Linked DNA regions of Rattus norvegicus: region 2 is linked to region 1. Evidence: chromatin contacts called from public Hi-C data. All regions are on one chromosome and are shown on one strand. Each heading gives the region's core, a stretch centred on a gene start, on an enhancer-like site or on the middle of the called end of the contact. The rest is flanking DNA. Distances are from core to core; before and after follow the strand shown.

Region 1 (3,470 bases), core at 868-3,367:
GAGCAGAGCATGGGGTAGGAACCCTAGGTAATGTCTACTCTGACTGCTGGGTAGGATGCAGATTGGAAAAGGCAGAGAGACAGACAGCTTGGCAAGCAGCAGGAAAAGGCCACTCCAACAGTCTAGACAGCAGCTTGGACTCTCTGGAAGGGGGAAGAGGGTCAGAATGAAGATAGAGCTGGGAGGCAGCCATGATTGGGCTGGCAGGTGGGCTGAATGACAAATGGGAGGGGCTAATCAAAAGACACGCCCACTCTCTGACCACGCCCACTCTTCTTGTAAACCATTTGAGAAATTTGCCAGTTACTGGGATAAGGAAGGTAGAAGAGGAACCTGGGAACTAAAACCAAGGACTCCATTGTTGTACCTTGTAAGGAAGAGGATATCTCTGGATCTCCATAGTGCAAAGGGCTGTGAGGAAGTAGGCTCCCCATGAGCCTTCTTTCCCTTAGGCCACGGTCTACCAGAGTTTCATCAGATAGCATCTGAGGCCTACAGCTAAGACCACTGGCTTGGCTGTAACTGCCTGTTTAACGGAGCACCAATACCTTTGAACAGGGCCTTGATTTATGTATGACTGTTCTTTGTTCCGCTAAAAACAAACAAACAAACAAACAAACAAACAAACAAAAAGAATGCAGCTCCTTCGGTGTGGGATAGGGATTTGATATAACCTGAGTCTGAATTCCCAGGTCCTGGTCACTTCAGAACAAACTATGTCGACTGCCCTTAAGGCAAGAGTTGTATTTTTGTGTCAATGCTACAAAAATCAGAGAAAATCGCAGCCTGACACCAATGTGATAGAGTTTCCCTTTCTTCAGGTTCCATTTACTGTTTCTGTCATATATTCACAGCACAGACGCCAGTTCAGGATCACACACTGCATGGGTTGTCATTCTTTTAGTCTCCTTCAATCTGGAAAAGTCCTTAACTTTTTTCTTTCTTTCTGGTCTTAGAGAAAGCCTCCTCTCCCTGCTTCTCTGTGGGGGATACCCTCATACTACCTGATGACCCTCACACCTCCAAACCAGACACCTCCCTACGAATCAGTTTGGGTCACACTGGCTTCTGGCTGCCTTTTTTTTTTTTTTTTTTTTTTTTTTTTTTTGCCCCTGTCTAACTGTATTCCAGATAATTCAAGGAAGAAAGGGAGAAACTGTATCCACTTTTTTGTTATTTTAAATTGTTTGTTTTAAAAATGAGCATGCAAAGTATTAGACATCCCAGTATTTGTTCGTTTATTTATTTATGTATTTTTGAGATAAGGTCTTTTTTGTGTAGCCTTGGCTATCCTGGAACTCACCCTGTAGACCAGGCTGGTCTTGAACTCACAGAGATCTACCTGCCTTTGCTTCCCAAGGGCTGGGATTAAAAGCATGCACCACCAGCATCCAGCCAAAGTGTGTTTTGGTCGATTCTCCTCTCCTCTCTTTCCTATTCCCTCCCCTCCCGTCCCTCCCATCCCTCCTCTTCCCTCTCCTCCCCTCTCTTCTTTCTAATGAACTCTGTGCTACTTCTGGCTCTCCCGTATAAGCCCCTCCACCAGTCTCTTTTAACCTCCACTGTCGGTCTATTCCTGCCCATGCAAAACTTGATGGTTATTTCTGCCATGTGCGACCCCTATACTGTGTGAGGCCTTTGAACTTCACCCTCTTGTTCACAGGGTCTGTCCTGTAGACTCCTTGTTTCCTCCTCAAGCCACCATTCTCTCTGCTTTGGGCACGGAGCCTTGGGAAAACTGCAAGCACTTCAGGATGGTTCCTCCTTCAGGGCCCCTGCCTGAAGGTCTGCTTGCAGAAGAAAACAGTTCAGCTGGGGCCATGGCCTTGCCTGATAGTTGGCTGTTGGCTCAGACCAGCCCTATCAGTCACTTGCACGCTGATGCCCTTTGGGGGAAGGGGAAGAGGCGTTGGCTATGGGGCCCCAGCTTTAACTGTGGACTGACTTCCCACACCTCAAAAGACAGCCAAGACAGCCCTTTAGACAGCTTTGTGAGGGAAATGATTTTAAAAGGTGAGTCCAATTAAACGCCCATAAAGGAAACAGTAGATGACTAACAGAAATTACAGGCTAGCTGCACTCTTGCTGAAACGGCAGACTTTGAGTAATTTCACAACACACAGTGCTTGCTCGTAGAGAATGAAAGCTAGGACAATTAGGAATGCCCATCCAGTCCCTTCATTACCTCCCAGGCCTTGTCAGGTTGCTTTCCCTGGCTTCTCTCATTCAAAGCACGCCTCCAGAAACCAATTTATACATGCAAGTGAGAGTCACAGATAAAGTAAGTACGAAAAAATATAATTCAATCGAGCTGCGTTGGAGGCTGGAATTTCCAGTAAAACATTTCCCGGGATGGCATTTACGTCGACTCAGCGCCACCTGCCGGTAGGTGGAATCTTAGCAACTGAATGTTCATTGGCAGGGCACCGCCACGTGAGTAGGATGGGGGCGGGGCAGCTCATTTCAGCCATTCATTCTGAATGCAGTCAAATGAGTTGGTGAAGTGCCAGCCACTGTCCTCAGTGAAAGAAATATCACTGCCCTGTCTAGTGTGGTACTTCCTAAACTAGGCATAAGTTAGAACCATCTTGAGACGAAATTCAGACTTTTAGGTTCTCCTCTACAAAGATTGTACTAACTGGACTAGAATAGGTCCTGAGAGCCTGTGTTTTAAACAGAATATCTAGCTCAGAAATCTCAACCTGTGGGTCGCGGCCCCTTTGGAGATATTTCACAGGGGTTGCCTAAAACCATCAGAAAATACAGATATTTACATTACGATTCATAACAGTAGCAAAATCACAGTTGTGAACTGGCAACAAAATAACGAGGTCACCACAACATGAGGAACTATATTAAAGGGTCACAACATTAGAAAGGGGAGAACCACTCGTCTAGGTGATTCTGGAAAATAGGAAAGCCATGAGGGACAGCTCGAGGAAAAAGAAAATAGATAGAAAAGCTGAAAATTCTGTAAAGGTAATGGAGCCTGGGATTCCATGCATCCCCAGGTAGCACAAGGAGCCGCAGCCGAGCACAGTATGCACAGATAAACACTCGCATTTTCTTGTCAGAAAACAAAGGGTCTGGAAAACCAGACGACTCTGTCTTCAGAGCACCAGGATCGTAGTTTTTTTGTTTGTTTGTTTGTTTTTTATTTTTTATTTTTTATTTTTTATTTATTTATTTTTTACATAAGAGAGTGACTTAACCAAAATTCCACAGCAGGTAACCAACAGCAGATCTTGGGAAAAGAAGCGTCAGAGTCCTGAGTTGAGTAAGGGCAGAGGGTGAGAAGCAGGCAGACAGTAGCTGTCAGTGATGGGTAAGTGAGCCATGGCCAGAGTGAGGGGCCTCAGCTCCTCTGAAGGAGATCTGGCTTGGGTGATTAGACAGAGCACAGCGTGAGGGGCATAGCTGGGCGTAGGGGGGGGAGTGGGATGGGGGACCCGACAGGAGGAAGAGGAGGA
Region 2 (3,271 bases), core at 400-2,899, 85 kb before region 1:
CCCCACATGTTCCAACTCCAGAAGCAGCTGTGGCAGGGAGCTGGAACCTACCAGACATTTCTGTGTACACACACACACACACACACACACACACACACACACACACACACACACGTGTCTCCTCTGCTACCTGTAACAATCAGCTCAGGCTTCTGCCTGCTCCCTGACGCTGACCAACAGCATCAGTACCATTTCCAAAAGCTTGTTGACAGATTTTCCTCTACCAGAGAAAATCTAGCAGGTTCAAAACAGTGTAGCCACTCAGGTCTGTTTGAGCAGGTCTGACTTAAAACAGCAGTGGCCTCAACAATGACAGGCAGGATTCTAAGATGACCAATCAAACACTAATTCAGATAGTGCTTTGACCGGCTAACCCTTATGACAGGAGGAGCGCCCGTCGGGAGTGCTGGACCACAAATTACTTCAAGGTAATTGTGATGGTCTGCGTATGCTTGGCCCAGGGAGTGGCACTATTAGAAGGTGTGGCCTTGCTGGAGGAAGTGTGTCACTGTGGGGTGGGCTTGGAGACCCTCCTCCTAGCTCCTCCTAGGACGCCGAGTCTGTCTGTTCCTGGCTTCCTGCAGGTGAAGATGTAGAACTCAGCACCTCCTGCACCAGGCCTGCCTGGATGTTGCAATGTTGCCATGCTCCTGCCTTGATGATAATGGACTGAGCCTCTGAACCTGTCGGCCAGCCCCAATTAAATGTTATCCTTTATAAAACTTGCATTGGTCATGGTGTCTGTTCACAGCAATAAAACCCTAACTAAGACAGTAATGTTTTCCCTAGCGGGCACCCCAAGAGGAAGTCAGGTTCAGTTTAGACGTCAAAGATTTGATACAGCCTTGCTGGTTTGAAGACAAAGTAGTCAAATGAAAAGGAAGGCTAGCAGAGTCCACCAGTCAAAATTGCTGGCAATAGCCAGCAAAAAAACAAAAACAAGACAAACAAACAAACAAACAAACAAACAAACAAAAAAACCAGACCTCAGTCCTCCATGCTGAAACCTTCACCCTCTTTTTTCCCAGCGTCTGGGAGCCTGAGAGGATAAGACCTGGAGTGCAGCCTTGTGAGGTGCCAGGTAGAGATGCTAACTAACCATGTGCCACACTTCAGGCCTACTGACTGGGGTGGTGAATGAGCATTGCTTTAAACATCTGCTACGTACAGACAGAACACTAATATGGAAAGCTCTGGGCTCGGGCTTCACACGGAATGCCCAGTGTTCCTCAGGGTCAGACTGCCGGCTTCTGCATTCTCAGTCAGCAGCAAACAGCACTGCTCTTTCAGTAAAAGGAAAAGGTTCTGAGGAAGACAGTGAGGCAAAGGCCATTCTGACTTCCAAATGGGAAAAATAACAGTGGCTCCTTATCGTGTGCACCTACCACACAGAATCTACCGAGTGGCAGGGGAGTGGCCTTAGTCCCCTGTTAGAAGGGAGTCTGTAACCTGCAGTCTTGAGTGGTGACACAGTATCTCCAGTGGACAAAGAACAGACTTGCTATGAAAAAGGAAGAGTCCTCAGTACCGGTGTCCCTCGCCTGTGACACAAATTTTACCGTATGTGCATCAAATGGAGATATCAGTTTAATGTTTCGGCCGGCCATGCTACAGAGCTCTGTCTCTGACTCTGGACTTTGACCCCTCTATTGGCACCCGTGAAACTGGAATAGCAAGAACAGCAGCGCAGGTAACCCGGACACCGGCTGTTACGTCTTTAACTTTAACGTCTAATGCTTTTGTATCATAAACATCAAATACTCTGAATTTTCTTATAATAATTTACACTACAGTGCAATAAGAAGAATAAAAACAAATTTTATGCCATACCTGGGGTACAGAAAACATTGAAGACATGTCCTCCCCATCCCCACCACCAGACCCAAACACACACAATTTACCAGATTTAGTATAGCACGTGCAGGCAACTCATTCACAAGATAAAGCAAATGTCCCAGCCGTTGGCGATCTCCTAGCCTGTCATGACTAGAGGACTTGTGCCCACAGTCACATGAACCCCTACACAAAACCACAGTGCGAAGTCAAGGAAGCACTGCCAGGACACTGTACAGCAGATGGCCACTTCCCGACGGCCTCTCCTCCAGGTGAGTCGGAAGCCCACAGCCTGGGCCTCTGACGGATGTCACTGGAGAACCAGCTGGCAGCCACGTGGTAGAAACAGCTTTCATTGGCACATCTGTACTTTCAATGGAAAAGAAATGAAGTCTTTAATGTTAGGAGGCTGTGCTGTCCTGCGTGGACATGTCTGGCTGTGGTCCCGCTGGCCCTTGGCACTCGGTCTCATCCACACACAGCGGAGCCCGCTGTCTGTCTCACAGGATCACTTGAGGGTCTTGCTGAGGTTAGAGAAGCCAATACCAACACAGGTCATTAGCACTTTGTCCCCGCCCTTGAGTTCTTCACCACAAGGCTTGGTTTCAACTTTAAACATAACCTGGAAAAAACTCTTCAAATGCCGCAAAAATTCTATCCTAAAAGAAAATAACAAAAACATTCATTTTAAAAGAAGCTATGTCCACTTAAAACCCCAAATTTTAATTTCTGAAACTAAGAACACTGAAATTAAAACCGTCTATCAAAACTGCTTTAATATTTATAGCCAATTAGCTCCCCAAGAGGACTAGAGCAGCCTGCAGAGACAAACACACAACCCAGTAAGGTAAGTTTGCCTGGAAACAGGCTAGAGGTTAGTGTGAGACAGCCTCCCGTCCCACATACTGACTACACTTGCGGTTACGGAGGTACTGTTGAACCGTGCATACAACATTTTTCTCCATAGTCACAGCACCGTGGGGTAAAAAAAGATAAGCAAAGACTATTTCTCCTGAACTCCAGCAGCTGCCTTCCACTTACAACATATTTCCTGAATCTCTCCATTAGGTTCAGGCACTGTTAGTCAAAGCAAAGAGGAAACCAGGAACACTTCCCCGTGAGGCTCTTCATCTGCCGCTACAGACTACAGAGAAGTAGTCAGGATTCTTAAGAACAGCTGTAAAATTTAAATAAACCACAGAGAAGGAGAAGGGAATCTGGGGATGTGGTTTGGTGGTAGAGCCCTTGCCTAGCAGAGGGGAAGACCTGTGCTTGTGTGCTTTCGTGTGCGTATTTAACAGGAGACAAGTGTTAACTAATGTACCAGAGAAGAGCTCACGGGGAACACTGTGAAAGATTCATGTATCATTTCCTGTAACAGAGAGCACGGCATTCCCCTTCCTGAGACAGCAATTCTTCAGGTGAGCTGCAAAGAAGC

The links. Hi-C and Micro-C count contacts between places; a contact is called where the count stands out from the background.
Region 2: a contact with region 1 is called in a Hi-C map of liver, with 3 times the contacts expected there. The contact joins two enhancer-like sites. A contact is called at or near these places in 3 of 12 Hi-C or Micro-C datasets (kidney and liver).

Annotation. Positions count from the first base shown.
Region 1 is chr1:236,196,053-236,199,522 of GRCr8, reverse strand. LOC120100015 (a long non-coding RNA gene) reads right to left here. Exons shown (of 4, transcript XR_005499635.2): 1 at 2,186-3,470. Among named protein-coding and RNA genes, the nearest start is that of Ak3, 20 kb to the right of the region's middle. Within about 2 kb of position 2,117, at least 49 of the 93 cell types and tissues checked have an H3K27ac peak or open chromatin away from gene starts, as enhancers often do. A contact at or near this core is called in liver, where this site is marked.
Region 2 is chr1:236,281,094-236,284,364 of GRCr8, reverse strand. Rcl1 (RNA terminal phosphate cyclase-like 1) reads right to left here. Exons shown (of 9, transcript NM_001399456.1): 9 at 1,768-2,492. The coding sequence ends at 2,342. Among named protein-coding and RNA genes, the nearest start is that of Mir101-2, 8.8 kb to the right of the region's middle. Within about 2 kb of position 1,649, at least 3 of the 93 cell types and tissues checked have an H3K27ac peak or open chromatin away from gene starts, as enhancers often do. A contact at or near this core is called in liver, where this site is marked.